2 separate regions of the Ovis aries genome follow, and region 2 is linked to region 1. The links are chromatin contacts, called in public Hi-C maps. All regions are on one chromosome and are shown on one strand. The core of a region is the stretch at or near the end of the contact, and the rest is flanking DNA. Distances in the headings are between cores, read along the strand shown.

What was found. A called contact is a pair of places that touch in the nucleus more often than the background predicts.
Region 2: a Hi-C map of liver shows a contact between it and region 1, with 3 times the contacts expected there. The contact joins the promoter of JUNB here to the promoter of IER2 in region 1. A contact is called at or near these places in 2 of 16 Hi-C or Micro-C datasets (blood and liver).

Annotation. Positions count from the first base shown.
Region 1 is chr5:10,736,664-10,744,012 of ARS-UI_Ramb_v3.0, reverse strand. IER2 (immediate early response 2) reads left to right here and starts at 4,248. Exons shown (of 4, transcript XM_060415413.1): 1 at 4,248-6,270. The coding sequence starts at 4,379. The coding sequence ends at 5,053. STX10 (syntaxin 10) reads right to left here and starts at 1,492. Exons shown (of 7, transcript XM_042249846.2): 1 at 951-1,492; 2 at 689-794; 3 at 554-616. The coding sequence starts at 1,186.
Region 2 is chr5:11,035,857-11,043,205 of ARS-UI_Ramb_v3.0, reverse strand. It overlaps JUNB (JunB proto-oncogene, AP-1 transcription factor subunit), which reads left to right and starts at 3,285. Exons shown (of 1, transcript XM_027969552.2): 1 at 3,285-5,109. The coding sequence starts at 3,569. The coding sequence ends at 4,612. It overlaps HOOK2 (hook microtubule tethering protein 2), which reads right to left and starts at 3,142. Exons shown (of 22, transcript XM_060415421.1): 1 at 561-3,142. The coding sequence starts at 584.

The DNA of each region.
Region 1 (7,349 bases), core at 2,999-5,498:
GTGGTTCCCTGGAGGTCCAGTCCACCTCCAAGGTTCAGAGAGGTCAAGTGCCTACACAGATTAAAAAAAAAAAAAGCACAGGGATTTTCCTGGTGGTCCAGTGGTTTCCTGGAGGTCCAGTCCACCTCCAAGCTCCCAATGAAGGGGCCACAGGGGCAAGGGTTCGACCCCTGGTTGGTTGGGCAAACTAAGATCCCATGTGCTGCTGGGCACAGCCCAAAAAAAGGAGAAAAAAAAGGTAAACACATATCCTGGAAATAATAACACAGAGAGCAAGAAAAGGAGACAGGCTGCCATACACACAGAAGACCTGTATAGACCCACAGGAGATGGCAGAAGGATTATACACACAGAGAGAAATCAGTTGTGCTCATCCAGAAAGAGCAGGCAGGTGGACAGCATGGACACCACTGGGCACGAAGATGAGGACCGACGCGGAGGGACAGACACACGGGTCCCCAGGAGACAGGCGAATGCACGGAGGGGCCAGGCTTGCACTCAGAGGACCACACTGAGACACAGGGTGTGAGGGCACTAGGTTGGAACGCCTTACCTCCCTGTTATTCCTCTCCATGAAGGCTACGGCTGCCGGGCTGACCATATGGTCCTTCATTTCCTACAGATAAGGACAGCATCAGAGAGTAAAAGACGCCCTAACCCTCCTCACCCCATCGGAAACACTCTTCACCTGCACTGATTCCCGCATCCTCTGCACAAACACCTTTCTTTCCTGCAGGTCTCCGGCTGGGAGCTTGAACTTGCCGGGGTTGGCTTCCACTATGCGTATGCGGCGAGTCAAGAGTCAAGGCCAGAGCCCAACAGAACGTGCGCCCTCCTATGCCTCAAAGTCCTCAACACCTCCTAGGTGTGCAGCCTCCTCCAAGTGCTGGCTCTCAGCGCCCCCTGCCCCTGCAATGGACTCTCCCCTGCCACCCCACCCCCCAGGATATCAATGGTTTCCTCCAGGTCTTCGAGGTCCCACTCGATGCTGCGCAGGCCGTTCCGCAGCTCGTTGGTCGTCCAGTCCAGCTCCTCGCGTCCGACCACCGCGCTCTCCTGCAGGAGCTCGCACCACCGCTGGTACAGCCCGCGGGCCGTGTTCACCGCCTTCTGCACCTCGCTGCGGGCAGGGGCACAGCGGGCGCGGCTGGCGGGGTGGGGAGCAGGCGGTCCTTCGGCCCACCATTACGCCCCCAAACAGGTTGGGAGCTCAGGAGACCCTCATATACCCCTGCGGACCCCTCCCACATGGCCACGGGGCGATCCCGACGGCGGTGCCCAGAATGCCTGACATGCACCGGCTGGCACGCGGGCACTGGTTGACAAGGGGACACAATACCCCGTGTCCTCCCGCATCGCTGTCACTCACCCTCGGACTACAAAAAAAGGATCTTCGAGAGACATGTCACGCCCCCCACCCGCCCGAGGCCGAATCCCCTCCCTTCTCGGCTTTGGAAGCTAATTCCCTCCAAGAGGTGCGGGACGCGCCGTCACCCCGCCCCCCGTCACGTGGCCCGTGCCACCATCGAGAGCGGGGCCGCCAGGGGAGAAAGAGTGGCCCTCGGCCCGAAGTGCGGAAACATCCGCTCTCTCTTCTGTCATCTTGCTTGTGGGCAGAGACGGTTTCCTGTCTGCACGGACCGCCCCTTCGCTCCCGGTCCCCAGCAGTGTCCCAGTTCTATCTGGCTGGGTTCGACCCAAGAGCTCCGAATCCATCGGTTCGAGACCCAGCCCCTCGGATTTTTGCTGCGCAACCTCACTTTTCCCTTCCGAGCAATGTACATAATGTCTCCTTCAAAACAGGCGAGATGATGGCTGGGGAAGGGGCTCATTCATTTGTGGGCCATCGTTATGGACTCCTTGAGCCTGCACCCAGACCCTGTCCTAGGAGATGCGAGATGGTCCCAGGCCAGGGTCGGAGTGGCAGGTTTTGGGGCAGGCGAAGTGCGGGCATTCTCTGTGAGGTTCTGCGGAGACTCTTCCCCTCCTCTTTTTTCCTGCAGAGGAGGGAAGCCTCGAGATTGCCCTGGGGCGGGTTGGCCCTGAGCAGGGGCCCTAGAGAAGCTTCGGGGAGTGGGGGTGGGGGTGGTGAGGTCTTTCTCGGTGTGACCCTTGGGGTCGCCGGAACGGGTGTGGTGGTGGCTCTGAGAATGATCTGCGGGGAAGTCCTCTGCGTGTGAGGCAGGGCCGGGAAAGTCTGGCGAGGGACTCATAGGATTGCCGCCTATGTGACACAGCCCTTCTGTGTGGGGTCGCCGGGAAAATCAGTTTTTTATAGGAGGGAAGCAGTTGTCCCCTGTGTAGGGTCCGGATTTCTGGAGCGGACGTCTGAAGAAGTCCCTGGAGGGTTGCCCCTGTTGTGCGTCAGGGAGAGCATCTAAGCTGGAGATGTCGTTGTGAAGTTTCGTGGAGGGAAGGGACAAAAAATGGGGGCGTCCTCAGTAGGTTGCCATAATATGTGGAAGGATCGCTGAATGGAGATAGTTTGGGGAGTTTTCTAGGCGAGAGAATTCTTGCTGAGTTTCCCTGTGCCGGGGTTGGGTGTGGAGGATCTGAGCATGCTCCAAAGGTGCATGAGATCAGTGTTTGGTGGAGGTGCCGAAATACATGAAAAGGGGTCTGGGAGTTTCCATAGGAGGGGTGGCGAGGACAGGAATGTAGTGACCCTTAGGTCCTTAGGGAGTAGCTGCTTGTGTTGGCAAGGTCTTTGTGTAGGTCTCTGGGAGATGGCTTCAAAGTGAGCCCACCGGCAGGGGGCTTTCCCGGAAAGGTGCCACACCTTTCTGGCCTCCGGAGGGAAGGAAGCGAAACTTTCCTCTTACTCTGCGCCGACCTCGCTGGACGCGGCTCCGGAAACCGGGGGCTCCAGCCAGCTCTAGCTGCCGGTAGAGGGAGAGCGGGGCGGGGGGGCTGCGGGGTGTGGGGCGTGCAGGGAGGCTAAGGCACCACCCCCGCTCATCCGGAAGAGGCCGGCTACGGTCACGTACAGCGATCCCGGCCCTTGTCTTTATAAGGGCATCCGGAAGCGGCTCGAGCTTGCCCTACGTCACTACTTCCAAATTTAGTTGTGGAAGTATGGCTGATAGAGTGGCGGGAAGGTTCGCGCACCGGTGTGGAGGGGGCGGGGGAGCTTGCCCTTAAAGAGCCCGCACTACGAATGAAGGGAGCTGTTCGAACAATTTCGCGGTTTTTCAGGAACTGGAAATAATATTTCTTGCAATCTTAGTGCGTAGCAGAAGGTGGGGCTGATGTTTTCTATCTATCTGCTCTATCTCTGTTTCCAAGTCCTAATCCAACTCCGCCTCCCCGGGAGCAGAGGCGGAGCTCGGCTGCGTCGTTTAGGGGGCCACAGCCACGTGTTCACTCGTCCTGTGTTGCTGCCGGGTCCTCCGCCTTAGGGCATGGACGCCCACGGTGGATTTCGCGAGGAGGGAAACTGAGAGGGATGTTGGATGCGGAGCACAGAGACTGTAGCTTAGGCTGCGCTCTTGTCTGCAGACATCCACCTCCCGTGAAGTGGACAACTTTGCCCTAGACCCAGGCGGTGTGTCCCGCCTTCTTACCGCCTCCAAACAAGGGGAGTGAGGAGGGTGGGCGGAGGCTGGCAAGACAAGAGTGCTGGAGACTCCACTGGTCCCCTTTCACCGCAGTGGCTCAAGTATTCGTTTAGCAAATATTGGACGAGTCACTCGCCTAAAGAAGTAAGATACAACTACTCTACGAGTGGAAGAGAGAGATCAATGAGATGTTTATGATAGGAAAGCCTTTAGCGCCTGGCACTTAGCAAGTGCTTAATAATTGTTAGCACCATTGTTGATTTTTTAAAAACACGTTAATTAGGCTCCTGGTGGATGGTAGACAGTTTCCACCGGGGATCTACCGTTTGGAACTCAAGTTTTCTCAGGTGCGAAGGTGCAGCCTAGGACCCGCTGGGGTCTCCAGACACAACCGGTGGGTGGGCCCTGAGCACCACCCACGGCCCTCGCCCCCCGCCCCCCGCGGCCTGCGCGCGGGTTCAGTGAGGGGCCCGGAAAAAGCAGACCACCCCGAGAGTTCAGCTTGGACTGGGGGACGCTTCTCCTCACAGGAGTTCGGGTCCCTTTTCTCTCAGTAAATCCCACTCTGTCGCTTTAAGGAGTCTCTCGGCGAGGCGTCGCGGAAAGCCCGGATGCGGCTCTCTGATTGGGCGGGGCGTCTCGGTGACTTCACTCCTGGTACAAAAGGGCCCGGGTGGCGGGCGCCCGGGCAGAGCGTCCTGGCAGTGTCTCCGCGTGGCTTGTCCTGCTGAGAGTGGCGTGAACGAGCGCGTTGTCCGAAGTGCACCTGCCACCTGCCGTTCCCAGCCGGGAGTCCCTGCCGCCCTCGCCCTCGAGCAGCTATGGAAGTGCAGAAGGAGGCGCAACGGATCATGACCCTGTCGGTGTGGAAGATGTACCATTCACGCATGCAGCGCGGTGGCTTGCGGCTGCACCGGAGCCTGCAGCTGTCGCTGGTCATGCGCAGCGCCCGGGAGCTCTACCTCTCGGCCAAGGTGGAAGCCCAGGAACCCGAGGTGCCCTTGCCGGCTGTCCGCTCCCCTGATCCTCGCCTGCACCCTCCTCGGGAAGCGGAAGCCGCAGCCAAGGCAGCGACCGGCAACGGCGAGCAGCCCTCTCCGGAACCCATGGACACCCAGGAGGCACCGAGAGCCAAGGAGAGCCCTGCCCGCTGTGTCCAGCTCCCCGCCAAAATCAGCCGCAAGCGGCGGAGCAGCAGCCTTAGCGATGGTGCGGACGCCGCTCTGGTCCCGAGCAAGAAAGCCCGCTTAGAAGAAGAGGAGGAGGAGGAAGGGGCGTCTTCGGAGGTCCTTGATCGCCTGCAGCCCGCTCCGGCGCAAGCGGAGGGCGCCTTCCCCAACCTGGCGCGCGTCCTGCAGAGGCGCTTCTCCGGCCTCCTGAACTGCAGTCCTGTTGCCAGCCCTCCGACGGCGTCCCCGGCGTGCGAGGCGAAGCCGGCTTGCCGCCCGGCCGACAACATGCTCAACGTCCTGGTGCGGGCCGTGGTGGCCTTCTGAGGGTTCCAGGGCGGCGCTACCGGAGCCCAGAGCGCCGAACCGTCGGCCAGAGTACGCAGACCCGAGGCGAGGCCCACCCCCGGGGGAGCGCTCGCGAAAGCCGTGGAGAGGAGCAGTCGCCCGGGCTGCCCAGAGGCCCCGAGAGGGACTCTGCCCCCGGGGAGCCGTCGCTACCTGTGTGGAGCGGCGACGCCGAGGAGCCCGAGCCGGAGGCGCGGGCGCCTTCCCCCCAGACCTGCTGTTCCCATCGGTGCTGTTTTAACGGACTGGGAGGTGAACCTCACCGACTCCTGGAACTGGGAGAAGGGAGGCTTGGTTCTTGAAACTCCTCAGGGTCGGACTTTTTTTTTTAAACTGGGGGCTATGCTGCCCTTTCAATAAGGTTTTTCAATCGTCGGTGTTTGCGTTTCTAACTTCAGAGAATTCCAGGCACTCCCCTTCCCCCTCCAGTGACATACTTGTGCAAGCGGTCATCGTTGCGTCATGGGGCAGACGTGGGGAGCTTCCTGCTGCCGTGCGTGGGTGGGGGCCGGGAGGAGGACCTGGGGTGTGGACCGCCCTGGGGAATGGGAGGAGGGCGGCCTGAGTCACTGCGCCTTTCTGCGGGTTATTGCCCGAAGCCCCTACGCCTCCGGAGGTAGAGGGCTGATCTAATTTCATTTTAAAATTTTTTCTCATGTGGTGCGTTAGAGGTGGGAATATTGTTCACCGTCTCAAGCTTGACCCACAGAAACGATCAACCCGGACGTTCCTGGTCTGAATCACAAAAATGGGGGTAGCGCTGTAGGGCTGAGCTGGGATCAGTGGCGGGCGAGACTGGCCAGTTTGGGGGAGGCGGGAGATTCTCTCTCGCCAGGGCATTTTGGGTTTCTGTTTGCCTTTACTGGTGGATTCTGGTAACTCCCTCTATCTGGCCTTTTTGCTAGAATCGCCAGATAGGAAAATAAAGACCAATTGTATACAAAGTCTGTGCAGCCTGTCTGGTTTTCTTCCCTGGTGGGGGAGGGGCAGGGTTAAAGGGTCAAGAGCTGGCGGCGGCTTGCTGGGGCCCCAGAAACCGGTCTGACCGCTACCACGTGGGCAGAGTGGGCGGGAAGGGGCCGACCCCTTTTCTTTGCCAGAGCGCTTTCGTGCTGGGCGCCTGGCGCTCCGACCTTTTCTTAAACGTCGCACGTTTGGCGGGATCTTGGACACACACCCCCTCCCTACAACTCTGGGTGAGAAGGCTTTCCGAGTTCAGATGTTTGGGGGATACTGCTGGGTACAGTGACCCTAGCCGACTTGGGTATCAGGCCTCCTTTGGAGAATGGAAGGATAGCTACCCTCCCCCCACTTGATTAACTGAATCGGCAGGGTTCCCAGGATTGGGGTGGGGCTGGACTGGTGAGCTTTGGAGCGCCCTTTACGCCCAGTTCCAGTCTCGGGCAGCGTAACTGTGTGGTTCAGGCAAGGACCTGAGCTTCCAGCCTCAGTTTCCTCATACGCGGAATGGGCCCCAGCAACTTCCCTTCGAGACTGTGGGTTTAGAAATACCCGCGGGAGCACTCGTTGACTTTGGCCCCACCCCATCCCCAGGTTCGCCACCCCGAGAGAAAACCCTGACAATTTCCCCAACGCCAGTTCAGGAGAGTGACAGTCGGGGTTGCCCCAGGGGGTGGGGGCGGGGGCTGTGGGGAGGACAAAGGAGCCGCAGGTGCGGGGAGTGAAGGCGGGGGCAGGCGCCGGGAAAGCTCCCGCCCCGCCTCCAGACGGCCGGCCCCGCCACTGCGGGCTTCCTGAGACCCGGGGGACCTGACCCCGAGGTCGGAGGGGAGGAGGAGGAGGGCGAGGTGGAGGGGCGGCCCTGCCCCAGAACGCCCGCCCCTGGCTCCCCTCCAGGCTCGTTCACCCACCGCACCCCCCTTCCCTGTGTCCATCAGCCTCCTCCCTCCTAACCCCACCTCCCACCCTTCACCCCAAGGGAACCTCGCCTCCTCCGCAGCCTTCCCTCCCGGGAAATGAGACTTCAGTTGCCGCCCACTCGGGGGAACCGACCCACAACTCCCCAAAGGGATGTAGCGGGGGAGACTGGAACCCCACACTACTGGCGGTAGCTCAGTGCGTCCTCGTGGGAGCAACTCCCTCGCGAACCTGGCCCGGCCCGGGAAGTCCCCGGCGACTGGGGAGGGGGCATCGCCGCGCATCCTGTCGCAGGAACCGCCTGGTGCTTCCTTCCGCGGGAAGCTGCTAGGCCGACCCCCGCCCCCGCCCGGGCCGCTTAGGGGTTTCCGGCGCCCGGTCGCGGGGGCTGAGGGCT
Region 2 (7,349 bases), core at 2,036-4,535, 300 kb before region 1:
ATATATGCCTCTGTGATTGTGATTATCTACACAAAATTGGCTAACACTCTGGAGCCAGACAGCTCAGGTTTTAGGTCAACCCCAGGGCTTTGAGCTATGGGACACGAGGCAAGTTCTTATCTTGCTGTGCCTGGTCTCTTAAAGGGGGCTAATAGCAAATAGCATACATTTCACTGGGTTTTTGGAAGCAGGCAATGAGTTATTCTATGTAAACCACTTAGAAGAGTGCCTGGCCTATGGTAAGAGCTATATGTGTGTGTGTGTTAATCACTCAGTGGTATCTGATTCTTTGGGCCAGGCTCCTCTGTCCATGGAATTCTCCAGGCAAGAATACTGGAGTGGGTTGCCATTTCCTTCTCCTGGGAAGAGCCATATAAGTGTTAGCTATTAAAATAGTAATTATTTCTCTGTCTGCTTGTCTTAAGTGTCTCTGAGTCGTGCTGTCTGTCTGCATGACTCCAACCCTGCAGCTCTCCCTGCCCTAACCCCCACCCCCATACATCCATTTTTCCTTGCTGGGTCCTTGGCCTCCATCTCTACCCTCATTGGGACAGTCTCACCTCTCTCCAGGACTCCCCTGGCATGGCCAGCCTCAGCACTGGTCAGGGCTGACTCACTGTGGCCTCCTGGCCCGTGGGACCTGCAGGTTGGCTTCCTGAGATGCTGCCCTCTGGTCAGACCTGCCCAGCCCCCCAACGCTGCCCGCTGCACCCCCGCAGGGCCCAGCCAGATGTCAGCTGCAGTTATTAGCATGGGCGGGAGACACAGACCTGGCAGCGTGCCTGCCAGACTCAGCGGCCACTGGAATCTCCCTTGAGCCTAGGGCGGGGGAGGGGAGCAGTTCAAGCAAGGGAGGAGGGGAGGGGGTACCCAGGGGTCACAAGGACCCTCCAAAGATAGGGACACCCCCAGCTTCTCATGGGACCTTCCTCCCCAACGCGCCATTGCTCTGCTGGACTTCCCCAGCCCCCGCAGAGCTCAGTTTCTCTTTTGCCTTCTTTCCTTTTACTTCTCTCCTCCACACTTGGTGAACTCTGTGCTTGACCTGTAAAGGCTGGCTAGCTCCTCTCCCCCAGCCTTTCTCTGCCCTAAAGAAACTTCAATCTAGCTCCCCAAAGATAGAGGCTTCACTTTCTGAGAGACTTTGGTTCTAGTGGCTGGTATCCTATCTGCTTGGAAGTGCCACTTTTAGTCTAAATCGAAGCCTCGCCATCTAAACCTTCAATTATTCCTGGGGAAGGGGCTCTGGAGGGGTTCCCTCAGATGAGGGAGACACCTAGGGTGAGGGAATGGATCCCCCTTTAGGTATTCTGGATGGTGAGGAGTCCCCATACTAAAACAGGAGTCGGGCCCCTCACCCACATGAATGAAGGAGAGGGCACCGCAGCCCTTGCGGATGTATGTGCCAGACCTCCTGGCAGAAAGTAAGGGCACCCAGCTCGAGGTAAGAGGCAGCCGCGTCAGCCCGCCCAGGCGCCGGGGTCGCCTGGAGGCATTGGCCCACCCCCTCTTCGCCGTCGGGCTGGGGGCGAAGTCCGAACCAGGCCCGCGGGCAGGCGGGGACCTGCCAGGCTGGGTCGGGCCAGGCAGGGCCTGGCAGGACGCGGCCTCAGAGCGGCTGGGTGGGGCCGGGCCAGGCGGCCGTGGGGGCCCCGGGGGCGGCGGCCGGGGCTGGTCGGGACTAGCCGTCCAGGGGCCCGGGCGTGCCCTGGGACCTGGCAGATACCGGGGCCCTCGGCCCCGGGACAGCGCTAGACCCACCCCTTCCTGTGCCCTTATATGGGCGTCGGGGCGAGACTCCGGGGGCCGCCCCGCCCCCAGTCCGGCCAGCGGACTCCCGCCTGTTGCCATGGCAACCAGGCCCCGCTCCCCAGTGGGTCCCCCTTCCTCGGGCTAGTGGAATCGTCCGGGACCGCCAGCCTCCGCCATTGCCTGCGGGCTCCGAGGACTGAACCATTACTGGGGTGGGGATCGGTGACTGGAGACCTCGGCAGCTGGGCTTATTCAGCGCCCCTGGCTTCCTCGGGGGTCGCCTGCTCAGGTTCCTCTTCCGAGGCGCTGAACCCCGCCGGACACAGGGCGGGGTGCCTAGTCCCGTAGGATTCGAGTGACGGAGGCAGGGCCGGGCTCCGTCCCCCGGGGCTGTTGCCACACTTCCTGCCGCGGCGCTCTTTCCCCAGCCTGTTTCTAAGGAAGGAGTGGGGTTGGGCGACCGCGCCCCAGCCGTCGGGCTGGGTCTAGGCACTGGGAGCCGACACGGTGCCGGTCAACCTCAGGGTCACTAGGGGAGGGCTTTGGGGTGGGGAGTATACAGGCACCCACGAGAGGGGAGCCGATCATGGAAGGTCCCCAGGATCCTCAAAGACCCCTCCTTCTCTCAGGTCTCAACCGGGGACCCTCTCAATATCATCTCAGTTCTGAAAGGGTGCCTCGACCCTTCTAATTCTATCCTTCATTGAGGCTTCGCAGATGACCCCAGTGACCCCCAACCTCTGACAATCTTCTACCGCACGTATTTTCCTTGCCTCAGTGTACCCCAGGACCCTCACTCACTTTATGCGTTTCTAGTTTCTCTCAATGCCTTCCCCTTCCCGCTTGTCGGGGACTCTGTCTCTCTCCGGTGGGCTCCAGGACCCCGACTCATTTTTTGCATAGTGGACCCTCCAAACTCTCCCGGGTACACTTTTGATCTCTCCTCCTTATTTCACCTGGGTTCAGCTCCTCCCGGGAAAATTCCAGTCCCTCAACCATCCTGTACCCAGGACCCCCACTCAGTTTCTGAGTCAGATGTCTCCTCCCCCGCTTCCCCATCTACCTTGCTGTCTCTCCTTTGCGGGGTCTCTCAGTGTATTCTCAGCCCTCCAGCACCTCTGAAAGACTCCAGATCACTCAGGCCTTTCCGCGTGCATCCCGGGACCACCCCCTCCCCCCAACACGCACACACTTGCTCAGTACCAATTTCTCGTATCCCTTATCGCGTACTCCAGGGAAATCATCACCCTCCCCGAAACCTCTCCCGGTGTGCCTCGGATCGCCCCAGCAACCCCTTCCTCACGCACCCTAGGGTCCTCTGGCCCCTCCCCCTGCAGGCGCTCCGAGCCACCCAGCCCGTGGCCGCTGTTTACAAGGACACGCGCTTCCTGACAATGACGCGAGCCGCCTCCTCCCCTTCCCCACGCTCCAGAAGGGGGGTGCGGGGGCCTGGCTCCGGTGACAGCCAATCAGAGCGCACTTCCGTGGCTGACAACCGCGGTATAAAGGCTTGTGGCTCTGGCGGAGCGGCCGGGACCTTGAGCACGGCCAAGCCAGCACCGGAGCCAGCAGGGAGCAGGGAGCAAGGGAGAAGCGACACCAAGAAAACGAGCGCGCTAGAGAGGGGCAAAGGGGCTCGAGAAGCCGCACAGCTTCCTCGCACAGCCTCCGACCGGCCTCTCCCGACCAGTGCCAGCCCTCAGGAACGTTCGTCCAGACACCCGATACAGGCACAGCCGCGGACTGCGCGCGGCTAGCTGCAGCGAGGCCCGGGGCGGCCCCGTAGGGACCCCCTCAGACCGCCCGGGCCGCCCGGATGTGCACTAAAATGGAACAGCCCTTCTACCACGACGAATCATACGGAACAGCGGGATACGGCCGGACCCCGGGCGGCCTCTCTCTACACGACTACAAACTCCTGAAACCCAGCCTGGCGCTCAACCTGGCCGACCCCTACCGAAATCTCAAAGCACCTGGTGCGCGGGGTCCTGGCCCAGAGGGCAACGGCGGAGGCAGCTACTTTTCTAGCCAGGGTTCGGACACAGGCGCGTCACTCAAGCTCGCCTCATCGGAGCTGGAGCGCCTGATCGTCCCCAACAGCAACGGCGTGATCACGACGACGCCCACGCCCCCGGGACAGTACTTTTACCCCCGCGGGGGTGGCAGCGGTGGAGGTGCGGGGGGCGCAGGGGGCGGCGTCACTGAGGAGCAGGAAGGCTTCGCCGACGGCTTTGTAAAAGCGCTGGACGACCTGCACAAGATGAACCACGTGACGCCCCCCAACGTGTCCCTGGGCACCAGCGGGGGCCCCCCAGCCGGGCCCGGGGGCGTCTACGCCGGCCCGGAGCCTCCTCCAGTCTACACCAACCTCAGCAGCTATTCTCCGGCCTCTGCGCCCTCCGGAGGAGCCGGGGCCGCCGTCGGGACAGGGAGCTCGTACCCGACGGCCACCATCAGCTACCTCCCACACGCGCCGCCCTTCGCCGGCGGCCACCCGGCGCAGCTGGGCCTGGGCCGTGGCGCCTCCGCCTTCAAGGAGGAACCGCAGACCGTGCCTGAGGCGCGCAGCCGCGATGCCACGCCGCCGGTGTCCCCCATCAACATGGAAGACCAGGAGCGCATCAAAGTAGAGCGCAAGCGGCTGCGAAACCGGCTGGCGGCCACCAAGTGCCGGAAGCGGAAGCTGGAGCGCATCGCGCGCCTGGAGGACAAGGTGAAGACGCTCAAGGCCGAGAACGCGGGGCTGTCCAACACTGCCGGCCTCCTCCGGGAGCAGGTGGCCCAGCTCAAACAGAAGGTCATGACCCACGTCAGCAACGGCTGCCAACTGCTGCTTGGGGTCAAGGGACACGCCTTCTGAGCGCCCCCTTATCCCCCGTACGGACATTTCCCCAACCTGGACGGCTGGGCGCACGCCTCCCATGGGGCGAGGGGGCAGGCGGTGGGCACTGGCCCCGGGGCCTGAGGGCGCAACTAACCACACTGGACTCCTGCCCGCCCGCTCTGCGCCCAGTCCTTCCACCTCAACGTTTACAAGCCCCCCTTCCACTATTTTTTTTTATTTTTTTCCTGCAGAACTCAATTCATATTGAATATAATATATTTGTGTATTTAACAGGGAGGGGAGGAGGGGGCGATTGCGGCGGAGCTGGCCCCGCCGCCCGGTACTCTAGCCCTCGGGGATACTGGGGAGGGGACCCCCGCCCCCTGCCCTCCCCCCTCTGCACCGTACTGTGGAGAAGAAACACGCAGTCGGTTTCTAAAGGAGTTATTTTAAGCTGTGTTTATGTGTGAGTTCGTTTATTGTCCTTACTTTTTATTGAATCTATTTAAGTAAAAAAAAAAGTTCTTTATTAATTTCTGTTGTCTTTTTTTCAAGCCGGCCAGGGGGGAGGGAGGGGAGTACTGGGCAGCCCCCACCCCACGGCTGTTTGTGGCTTGCTCCTGTAACTGTGTCAACCTCGCCAGTTCTGTTCAGGCATCTTGCACCCTCAGCCGGGTGTCCAACCCTTCTGGCGTCTCCTGATCTCCCGGATTGGAAGGTCCAGGGTGTGTACACAGTCCAGCCACCCTTCCCCCCCCCCCCGCCCCCAGGGCCAGGGGACAGGATGCCTTGGGCAAAACGCTCAGCGCGCAGGCGCGGCACCTCCCAGCCGCGCGCGCCGGGGCTTTCCCCGCTGACGCTGCGGAAGCGCTGTCCAAACATGGGCTGATTCTGCCCAGTGACGCGACGGCGGTCTCCGGGCAGATTCCGGGAATCCCCTCCCCCGCTCTGCCGGGCAGGGCTGCGGCGCCGGGAAGGGGGCCGGGATTTTCCCAGGCTGGCGGCTACCGAGGCCCGGAAAGCCCCAGGCCTGGGTCCAGAGCGTCCGCGGTGGGCGGGCCGCGCTCCAGAGCCCCAAGAGCTACCCCAGAGTTTCCCCCATCGGGCTGGCCCCTGGGTCCTGCCCAGCCCACGCCCGCTGCATTTGACCTGACCCGGGCGGGGGGATGCAGTTGCCTGAGCGTCGTTGCCACCGCGATCCCCTCCCCACCCCCGCCAGGAAGGGCGGTGCCCGCCTGCCAGTTTCCCCTCCCGGGTGCCAGGCCGGGAGCGGGGCGACTGCCAGGTCTGGTCCTGCCGGGGCGGCTGCTCGGGCCGCCGGGCGCCGCCGCCGCCCTCGCACGGGGCTGCCTCCCCCGCAGCTAGGACGGGTGGGAGGGCGGCTGGCGAGCCCCGATGGGGATCTGGCAGGCTTCGGAGCTGGAAGCCCCCAGAACAGCAGAGAAAAACACAGACCGAGAAACCAGGCCACAGGACCTAGGTGCCGTAGAACAAACGCTCCATTAATTTGTTTATAAAATACTGAACGACCCGGTCCTGGAGTCACTAGCTAGACCAGGGCAGACAGACTATAAACAAGCAAACATGATTTGGAGATGGTGGTTAGTGCCAGGAAGAGAGAAAAAAAGAAAGAAAAAAAACTGGTCACAATGGTCGTGATGGAGCAGGGGAGGTGAGCTGCTTTGGAGAATGAATTGGGAACACGGAACTTTAATGAGGCGATTTTTCAGCTGACCCCTGAGAAAATCCTCAGTAACAGAGTTCTGCCAGAGAGAATAGTATATGCAACGTTTCTGTGGCCAGAACAAGATCAGCCTGTTAAAGAACACCAAGAAGCCACTATGCTTCAGTGGAGTGAACACACCGAGGTGGAGATGAGGTCAGGGAAGGCCATGTAGGGCCTTGTGGAGGGGTATAGATAAAATTCCAAGGCCAAGGACTTCCCTCGTGATCCAGTGGCCAAGAATCCGCCTGCTGGTGCAGGGGACTTGAGTTTGATTCCTGGTTTGGGAAGATTCCACATGCTGCGAAGCAACTAAGCCAGTGTGGTATGCCACAACTGCTGAAGCCAGCGCTCCAGGGCCCCTGCTTCAGAGAAGCCCCTGCCCTGCAGCTAGAGCAGCCCCCACTCACTGTGACTAGAGAAAGCCAACACTCAGCAATGAAGGCTTAGTGCAGTCAAAATAATTTAAAAATTTAAAAACAATAGAATAAAAACTCCAAGGCTGAGATGAGTGACTTTGGAGGGCATTAGGCGGGAGTACTACTAATGGTGGTGGTGGTTTAGTCACTAAGCTGTGTCTGACTCTTAAGTGACCCCATGGACTGTAGCCTGCCAGGTTCCTCTGACCATGGGATTTTCCAGGCCAAGAATACTGGAGTGGGTTGCCATTTCCTCCTCCAGGGGATCCTCTTGACTCAGGGATTGAACCTGCAACTCCTGCATTGTAGGCAAATTCTTTACTAAGCCACAAGGGAAGCTTAATTTAATAATGAGTCTATGGATTAAATGAGCATGTCAGTCCTGTGGAAGGAAATGAGGGCTAAGAATGGCAACACCACTTGCCTGAAAAAGTACAGCATCAAACTTTGCACCTTAGAACACTATGTTGCTCCTAATACCTGCCTTCTTGTCTAACCCTCACCCTTCCATTTCAGGGGAAAGACATAGACTTTCCAACCTCTGGTGGTACAGAACTTGCAGCAGGAACTATGCATGTACCTCATCCCCCTCTTGGTTCTACTTTCAGGATTGGGTCCCCACCTTCTTCCA